Linked DNA regions of Rattus norvegicus: region 1 is linked to region 2. Evidence: chromatin contacts called from public Hi-C data. All regions are on one chromosome and are shown on one strand. The core of a region is the stretch at or near the end of the contact, and the rest is flanking DNA. Distances in the headings are between cores, read along the strand shown. Region 1 holds the start of Snap25 (synaptosome associated protein 25). Region 2 overlaps LOC108350472 (a long non-coding RNA gene).

Evidence for each region. Hi-C and Micro-C count contacts between places; a contact is called where the count stands out from the background.
Region 1: a contact with region 2 is called in a Hi-C map of prefrontal cortex, with 4 times the contacts expected there. The contact joins the promoter of Snap25 here to the enhancer-like site in region 2. A contact is called at or near these places in 3 of 12 Hi-C or Micro-C datasets (the A7r5 cell line, frontal cortex and prefrontal cortex).

What each region holds. Positions count from the first base shown.
Region 1 is chr3:144,492,231-144,496,535 of GRCr8, forward strand. It overlaps Snap25 (synaptosome associated protein 25), which reads left to right and starts at 2,365. Exons shown (of 8, transcript NM_030991.3): 1 at 2,365-2,511. It overlaps LOC108350472 (a long non-coding RNA gene), which reads right to left. Exons shown (of 3, transcript XR_010064909.1): 1 at 2,783-4,305.
Region 2 is chr3:144,453,971-144,458,835 of GRCr8, forward strand. All of the region lies in intron 1 of LOC108350472 (a long non-coding RNA gene), which reads right to left. Among named protein-coding and RNA genes, the nearest start is that of Snap25, 38 kb to the right of the region's middle. Within about 2 kb of position 2,056, at least 80 of the 93 cell types and tissues checked have an H3K27ac peak or open chromatin away from gene starts, as enhancers often do. A contact at or near this core is called in the A7r5 cell line and prefrontal cortex, where this site is marked.

The DNA.
Region 1 (4,305 bases), core at 1,115-3,614, 39 kb after region 2:
TTAGATCTTAGTGCTTCCCAAGCATGAAGAAATTCTCATACAGCATCACTTTCTGAAGGAGCATACAGATATGAACAATGTGTCACCTCTTTCTGAGGGGATGCTAGTGTTTTCTGTGGCACCATGAGTCAGTATGACTCTGTCTTCCTCTCTGTAATTTTTGAAGTTGTCAGTGTGAGGAACACCGAGCACTTCTCTCCGGTGCTTGCCACATCACTTTTGCCTGCAGAATGAGGATCCATCAATGACGTACTTTAAAAAAAATGGAAAATCCCCCGCCCCCATTCTTTCACAAACTTTCTGCCTGAATGATTTCTAGTCAGAGAGCCCTATACATATTTTCTTTCTCCTTATTGCAGGGTAGTTTGTCTATCTCTGCCAACCCTGAATGCTGCCTTTTTATTTTCAAGTCATATCATAACGGAAAAAGATTACATTCTTAAGCCTATTCCTTCGAGCTTTATTATAATGAAAATAAGAGCTAGAGTGGCAGCTGAGGGAGGACCAGGCATATTTTTTTTCTGTCGTACAAAATTTTCAAATGTTGAATAATTTTTAAATAAGCAAATTGCAGCAGCAATACTCCAGGAATCTGGTTTTAATAAAAATCCAAACACCATTATCATCGCAAACATTAAGATTTCAAAATATCCCTTGGATCTGGGTATCTTTCCGAAAAAGCGAATTGTGCTCCTCTGGTCCACACAATCCCTTTACAAGTCTTCCCCCTCCCACCTCGGCTCCCCGACCATCTTCACCTACAATTAAAAGCTTTATCACCTAAGCCTGCTTTTAAAGCCAGTGAGCTTGTGTGTGTGTGTGTGTGTGTGTGTGTGTGTGTGTGTGTGTGTGTGTGTGTGTGACTGAGACGGTGGGGGGCCTGTGTGGCGGGGTAGCGTTTGCACGTTGCTTTGTGTGTGTGTGTGTGTGTGTGTGTGTGTGTGTGTGTGTGTGTGTGTGTGTATGTGTTTCTAAGAGAAAAGGATTTTCCATCGCCCAAGAGGCCATCAAGTTTTAAGATTGCAAGGCACGACTTCTAATCGCATCCTCCGCGGAAAAGTACAAACAGTTCCTGAGAAGAGGTCCCCCACCTCCCACGCGCTCCCCAGCTCTCCCTCACTGCCTAGAACCCGGACAACCTCCCCAACACCTGTGAATCATCCAGAGGCTGCACCACCGAGTTATTTGCATATCGCCGCCCGCCCTCCCCAGCTCCTGACCGCTCCTGACGGCTCCTGACGCACGACAAGCGAAGACAGGATTATGTTGTGTGGTTATTACTTCTAATCTTTCATCTGAACCAGCAGAAGTGGACGTTCTTGCTCATTCCAGCCCCCTCCCCCTCCCCCTCCCCCCGAGCTTCAGTGGTTTGGCCACTGCAAGTGCCAGGGGCTTGTGTAATGAGTGAGTGACACTCCAGATTTCTGTCAGGTCCTAGCCACCTTCCCTCCTGATGTCTGGACATGCATGCTTCGTCCTCTGGACATGGTCTAAGAAACCCGAACATCATCCTAGGTCCGGACTGCAAATTCAACCGGATACAGCGTCATCTAGTCATCTATAAGCCCTGAGCAAACAACTCACAACTCAAAGCCCTGAGACCGCAAAGGCAAACTAGCAGGGCTAACTAGCTTCCCTCTCCCTTTTCCCATCTCCAGCGTTATCTTGGCGATAACTGCTCTGACGTACTTTAAAAGAAAAGTGTGAGCCTTTCCCCAACTGGCTATGATTAAATGAGAACACTAAACCCGCAATGCTGCTTTAATACAATAACTACTCATAAAAATAGCAACCTAAGTAACCTGGTCAGGCAAGGAGCTGGTGAGAGCCAAGGGGAATGCCTCTTCAGACAGACCCCCTTCTCTGGAGAAAATAAATCACAACAGAAATCTATCCCAATCCCTCATATCGTTACCCTTCTATTCCTTTACCTTCCTCTCGTGTCTGTGACTCAACCAAAGACAAATCATCAGGGGAACGTTTTACATATAAATATGTATGTATTTACATTATTGTAATTGTATATACATTCCAAACACACCTATATACATACATATATTCACATATGCATGCACACACAAGGAAAGGCATAGGCCATCAGGAAAACAGTCGCAAGAAATGTGTGTTTCCCAAGACAGTGCTAAAATGGAGTCAAAAGAATCGCTCCATTTGGATGTTTATAAAAGATTGAAATAAAAAGGTTTGCTGCAAAGCGCTCGGGGAGCTGAGTCAAGCGCTCCGCACCTCCCGGCTCCTCCCCTACCGCCCCCAGCCACCTTCCTCCCTCCGCCCTCCCCCATCACACTTCCTCCCCGCCCCTCGAGGAGCCGGCTATTAAAAGCTGCTGACGTCAAAGGAACGGCCATCTTTGATGAGGGCAGAGCTCACGTTGCATTGAAGACGAAACCTCGGGGAGGTCTGGAGCTGTCTTTCCTTCCCTCCCTACCCGGCGGCTCCTCCACTCTTGCTACCTGCAGGGATCAGCGGACAGCATCCTCTGAAGAAGACAAGGTAAAGAGCCCCCTCCTCCGATCCTGGCCCTGGCCCTGCATGGCTGCATACACAGAAGGGACTGCAGCTGGCAGCCCAAGTGAGCCTGGGTAAATACAAGTAGTGGTGCACTTAGGGTGCGGTATTCCCTGTGTGCTCGTCTGCCTAGATTCTTGCCTGGGGCCACATAAAAGTATTTTTCAGGTGAGCTGTTGGGAGAAGGAGTGAATGGGGACACTGCAGGTGGAGTGGTGGAAAAAATAGCGAGGATGTGTATAGAATAATAACTTACTCTTTTGAAGCAGCCGTGGGACCCTCTTCCATCTTGCGATGCAGTTTTGAGATATGTTTAGGTTATTAGGCTTGCGGTTTTTTTTCCTGTAGACTAGAATTTAAAAGCAAAACATGATCTTGTCGTTCGTTCCAACCCTATGATTATGACTGTAGTGTTTAGGGCACTGCTACCCAAGGGAGATGAGAAGGCAGGGTGTGGGCGCTGGGGAGGCGAAAGGAGAAGGGGGGTAGTTCCCGCCCTGGGCAAGCTGAGCTGCCGCAACGGTAGCAGCCTCCACGTCCCACAGACTTGATTTATGCCGCCTGCCCCAAGTCAGCTGCAGGCGGGAAGGGGCTGCAGAGTGGCAAAGCTCTAGGGGGTTAGCGCGGTGGGCTAGGCTGTTGGGGTGCGTGGAGGGAGCTCAGCACCCTGGACAGGAGTGCTCGGCGCCCGTGTCGGCGCCCTGACCTTTCAGCACCGCGGACAGCGATCCGGCTGCAGCGCCGCATTACCTGCTGCAGAGCCGCCTGGCTAGGGCTGGAGGCCAAATTTTCTCTCTGAGATCCAGATCTTAGAGAAAGTCTTAATAAAGCTGGCGTGATAGATTAAAAGAAAGGCAGAAGAATAAATCCTGTCATCGGGGATTTATTTACAGACAATTGCCTGCTCTCTTCCTCACCTCCCACGTAGCTTCAAGAAATAACAGACTACTTGTAGAAGCCTTCTGTATTTCTCCCTGTGCCTTGGTTAAGAAAAAAAAAGCAACAAAACAAAACAAACAGAAAAACAGAAAAACAGAAAAAGAAAGCATACTTTTAAAAACGGTCACTTAGCCTCCATTATGACACGAACACTGTAATTTTTTGTTTTTAACACGGGGTAGATATGTTGATATTAGGTGGGCTCAAGTGGGCTTATATGATAATGCGAGTACTATCTAGACATAGGACAATTGCATCCCTATGGGTTTTTTTTTTATCAAGAATATGGGTTATCTGAACTAAGAAGAACTAATTTTAGGAAATAAATCCCTTGGTTGCTCTCCCTTTATTCTGAAAACTAGATAGAAACAAGCATATACAGCCCCGAAGAAATTTCAATCTCTCTGGCCATGGTTTTGGAGTTAGTGAATTTCATAGCACTGGTTGTGGCAGCTCTATTGATGTAGATTTTGACATCCTTGGGAGAACTTAAAGATGTCCTTCAGGGTTATACATAGGCTGAAGCAGGAACTGACCCCAAGATTCACTGTAATTTCTATTATGGCACTGAAGGATTTTGCTGAGGTCATGATAAGTATTTTCTTCTCCGAGGCTTGGAGACTCTGCATGAGCAAAAATTGTCAGGATAATACATATCTGTTCAATTTAGATTCCCATAATTGTCACGAATGTATCAAGACTAAAAAAGATGATATGCTTTCAGCAGTTGTTAAATGAGAATAACAGCTTCACGTGTAAAGATGTATATAATGCATTAAAGAAATGTTAGCATGAACCCCTTTAAAGACCTTCAAAAGGTCTGGAATTGTGTCTACTTAG
Region 2 (4,865 bases), core at 806-3,305:
AGACTTAATTCTTGATGCCTCCAGATTTTCCATTTGGTTCTGAGTCCCTTTCTTAACAACCCTCAGTCAACTCTGTTTATACACAGTTCCTAGCCTGAGCCAGACCTCAGAAAGGTGGGCTTTAGTTCTCAGTGTTTTGCACATCCCCCTCCCTCTCCCTCCCCCTCCCCTCCCCCCTTCAGCATCATGCTGGTTGCTGGAGTCCCCACCCAGTGCCGACACTTACAAAGCACTTTATTTTGCACTAATTCATCTGACCCTCACAGTGGTGGTCTTGGGAGGCAGAAGGGTAGCAGGACTCTTAACTGCTCAAATTAGGACTAAGAATAAAAAAGAAGTGACCCCCTGCTGGTAAATAAAGCAGCCAAGACTTAAACCCAATTTTGCTGTTATTTTTTTCACATCATGGTATTTTTAAAAGCACTAGGGTTGCTGAGATTCTTGAACATTCTTTATAAGATTTAGCTATACAAAGGAAATTGCTAAGAAAGGAAACGAGTTGGTATGGCTATAAACTATAAACTGGCTGGGAGAGAAATGACTACTGCTATGGCTCTTGCCAGATGAGTGGCCATCCCATTGCAGCACATGGCAGTTGACCAGTTGACTACAATAATTTAGTGAGCTACAGTAAGAAGTCCATAAGCCTGATAAACGTTGGCCTCCCTCCAAGCCTTGAAAAGTGGAGAAAGACATAGATATAGGGATAACACTGACTGTGTTGTGAGCATACCAACATCTATTTAAATTAACAGCTTAAAATATTTACATTCCAAAGGAATGGGTCATTTGAGCTTACAGAGAGATTGGGGAATACTGAAATATACATCTTATTTAGATGTCCAGCTTGCTCAGGGCTCATGGTCTAATCTGACTTCAGTTCAAGATCATTGCTAGCCAACCAGTTTGAGTGTGAGACCACAGATATTCTTGGGAAAGGTCATTCACTTATGAAGTTGAGCAAGCTCTGCCTGGTCTTGTTCTTTCTTCACATATTTATCAAACACTTACAATGTGCCAGCCATGGGCACTAGAATGATTCACAAGATAAAGCCCTTGATCCCAAGGGACTCATTCTTTAGAGGAGATGTTCTATTTAGTGAACAATAATGTGTAATGAAGTAAATGCAAGAAGGGGGACATTTGGCACAGCTGCCATGGACAGAATCTATTTTGGATAGGATGGCCTTTGAAGCATCTGGGGGCCTCACTTTACCTGTGGAGGACCATCGGCCATGCCCAAAGACCCAGAGGCAGAGATGCTCAGCGATGAGTTTAAGAAACAGAAAAACCAGCATGACCAGAAAGGAGGGAGGCCACATGGAAGACCAGAGGATGAGAAATGGCAGGTGGAGATCATGGAGGGTCTTCTCAGATTGGTAACTACTGTGGACAGGAAGATACGTAGCAAACAATGGTCTTTCTTTGCTTTTAGCATAGTATTGACTGATGTATGAAGAAACGACAGCTGTCTCCTTCTGAGGGAATCCAGCTGGTATGGCCGAGAGAAACAAGCTGCTTCCCACCGCCTCTCTGTGAAGCAGGACTTGGAACCGGCTGCTTTACTAAACATGTCACAGACCATATCTAGCTTGAAGCAAAAGCACATCAAGACCCCAGGGAGAATCTTCAATCGGCTGCCATAGTGACTCTGGAGGGGAAGGGTTCCTCTAGGTAAATATTAGCAGGAGCACCTATGGTTCCTGGAGGTAGGAGATAGCCTTGCTGAGGTTGGTTAAGTCTGATAGGACCCTAACTGTAGCTATCTTCCAAAGATGAACTGGTAACCAGTAGAATGGTTATTTGGAAGATACCCAAGGTCTCCAAACCCTATTTCCTTTTTATGAGCAATACAGATATTTTTAGAGCTATAAATTATGAGTGCATTTCTATGCTCCTGCAGATTTCAAGCTGGGAGTCTGGGCAGGAACCTGTTTTTAAGGCCAGAAACTCCTGAGGAGTCTTGCTTGCTTTCCCCCATCCTGGAATGAGGCCTCTGTTATGCTTAGCTGCTTCAAAAACCCTGAGTCATTCCAATGGTCTTGTCTTTCCTTTTCCCTCTCGCAGCTCTCCGAGTGCAGAACAATCTTGGAGCAACCCCTCCCCGCTCCCTCATAGCCGCCACTGCGGACAAAAAGTGGGGGTGGCACAGTCCGGGCAAGCCGGCGGGGAGGGCGCCTGGGACACCGCGCAGGCTGTGGGCGGAGGAGCTGTGTCCCCGGTGCCGCAGTGAGCGGGTGGCGGAGGAACGCGGGCGGGCGGCCTCCTGAGTCACTGCGGATGCGGGGCACTGGAGCCTCAACTCCCGCCCTGGCAAGCGGCGGCGGGGGCGAGGTGCGGCATCCCCTGGGTCAGGGGTCCCTCTGGCTTTCCCAACAGTCTGTGCGCATTTCCGCGGGGCCCTCGGGGCGCTGCACTCTCACAGTCTTGTCACTATTTGTTTATCTCTACATCTGCCCCGCGGAGATTTCCCCTTAGACCAGAGACTTCTAAGCCACCCCCGGATGGATTCGGGGGCCCTCGCATTTGGCTAGGTGCCCAGAGCGTCATCAGAACTTGGGAGATCAGTAAACAGCTCTAAGAGGAAGGAGGGGAGGAGAGGAGGAAGGGGAGCGGAGAGCAGAGGGCAGGAGAAGATCAGAAACACAAAACCCAACAAAACAAGACAGAACAAGCTGAAGGGAGCTGGGGACACTTCTAATCTGCAGTACAGAAGCCCACCCTTCCGTCGTATGGAAACTAAAGCCCTCTGTAGCAGTGGGGGTCCTCCCAAGCATTCTGTTACTGAAATCAGAGCCAAGGTTCTTGGGGGTGGGGGGAGGGAGCAGATGAAAGTCTTTTGCTCATAAAATGTGGGAAGGTTCAAAATGCTGCCCTGGCAATACCACTTGATTTTAAGGCAAACAGACTAGTGGCCCTCGCCTGCTTCTCCACCATAACCTCCAATTTAGAGCCAGTAAGAGTCTCAGAGGGCATTTAAGCGCCCATTTTACAGGTTATGAAACAGATTCAGGGAAGAATGCTGGCAAGAATCACAGAATGGAGTTTCCGACCCATTCCTTTCCCCTTTGCCTTTCCTTAGCCCTTCACTTCATTGCTCCTCACATAAAAATTCTAATAGAACCCCTGGGACCATTCGAGGCCCAGAGTTCAACTTCAGTCAGGAATTATGAGTGCCAAGCCCAAGCAGCCGCAGCTAAACAGCCTCCCTCGCCAAGCTCCTGCCAGCTCCAGCTAGACAAGTTTCTGGGGCATCTCCGAGCTCCGAGAGAGGTGTGTCTCCTGCGGCAACAAGAGCAGATTTGTTTTTTGCCATCTCATCCTCACTTTCGCAGTCTCCAGTTGGCTTCTTGTGATTGGCCAGAACTTTCCCTCTTAGAGATGAGGAGAATCCAGCCCTCCAACCAGCTGAGAGAAAACAACACTCCACCACTTCGCAGCGGCAGACCCAGGACGCTCCGCCCCGTCCAATGGCCAGGCTGGAGCCCCACAGGCAGAATGGTCCTCCCTTCCGGAAACTCTGACCATTTAAAGTGGGCAAGGGGTGGGGGTGTGTGCAGCCTCTGAGCACCGAAGCTGATCTGCTCTTTTGAGTCTGTAATTGAGGGTGTCATTGTTTGTCCTTCAGCTTCCAGGGAGAAAAGTTCTTCAAAATTGAACTTGAAAAGTTGCCATGGAGGCAGGCAGTTTGTGTTCACTGAACGTGGTTGCTAATGCACATTAGATTAGGGACAATTAACCTTGCTGCCTTCCTACCTGAGTCCACACTCCCGGCAACTTGTTAACCACACTCACCTGTGGGTTCCCTCAGAATGGGAAACTACTCTTCTAGAGTAACCTATAATATGACCAGGTCCACCAAGGTTAAGGCATAATTAGTTATTAATAGTCCCAATTTACAAGTAAGTCTCTGCTTTGGCTGTGTGTTAGAACTGCTTGGTTTAAAATAATACTGGTGCACAGGTTGCCCCTAACGATGAAAATCACTGTTGCGCAAGTGTTTCCTAATAGTCCCCCAGATGACTGTAACACGAAATAAGTCTGGAAGCGTCATCTCTAAGGGTGGGTGCCCTTGCCTGTCGCCCAGCTGTCTTCTAGTAACTGTGCCTGATAGTCCTCTGAAAACTCCACTCAGCAAAGCACACTGGAGACTCTGACTCTCAACAGCTATCTTGCCTTCCATCACCAGTAGAAAGTCCTTATGGAAGTCAAGGCAACACAAAAGAGAGCACCAGCCTAGTGAATTATATCCATGCTCAGCAGAAACAAATGACTTTTGTTTCACAGAAGCCATGGGAGCCTCTGTAGTGCAAGCATCCTATCAGAGCTAATTTGTCACATAACTGCATGCTACCTTGTTTTTCCTGGAAAAACAAGTCCTGACAGAGCAGAACACCAAACACGTGGTGGTTTGGTGTTCGTGGTCAAAAATGAAGAAACGAGTGGTGCTTTTCTACTGTCTAGTTAATGGCTGTCAAAAGGAAGGGTGAGGGAGCTGAAACAGATGTGTCTTGAGTTCTTTCTTCAATGACCATTAAGAACCATGATAGGAAGGGACTGGAGAGATGGCTCGGCAGTTAAGAGCAGGGACTGCTTCTTTCTGAGGACCTGGATTCAATTCCCAACACCCACATAGCAGCTCACAACTGTCTATAACTCCACAAACAGGCTCCTGGACTGAATAACAAAGACATTGTTACCAGATAGTATAACAGTGGCAAAGGAAGTTAACAGCCAGCATAGTAGGTAGTATAGGGTGGTATGCAGAAACACTTAGCAGACCATATGCTAGATGCTTTGCGTCCCCTTCTTGGTCAGAAGCAGGTTTGGAAAATGCTTCCTCTGCTCTAAGCATGAGGGCTGTG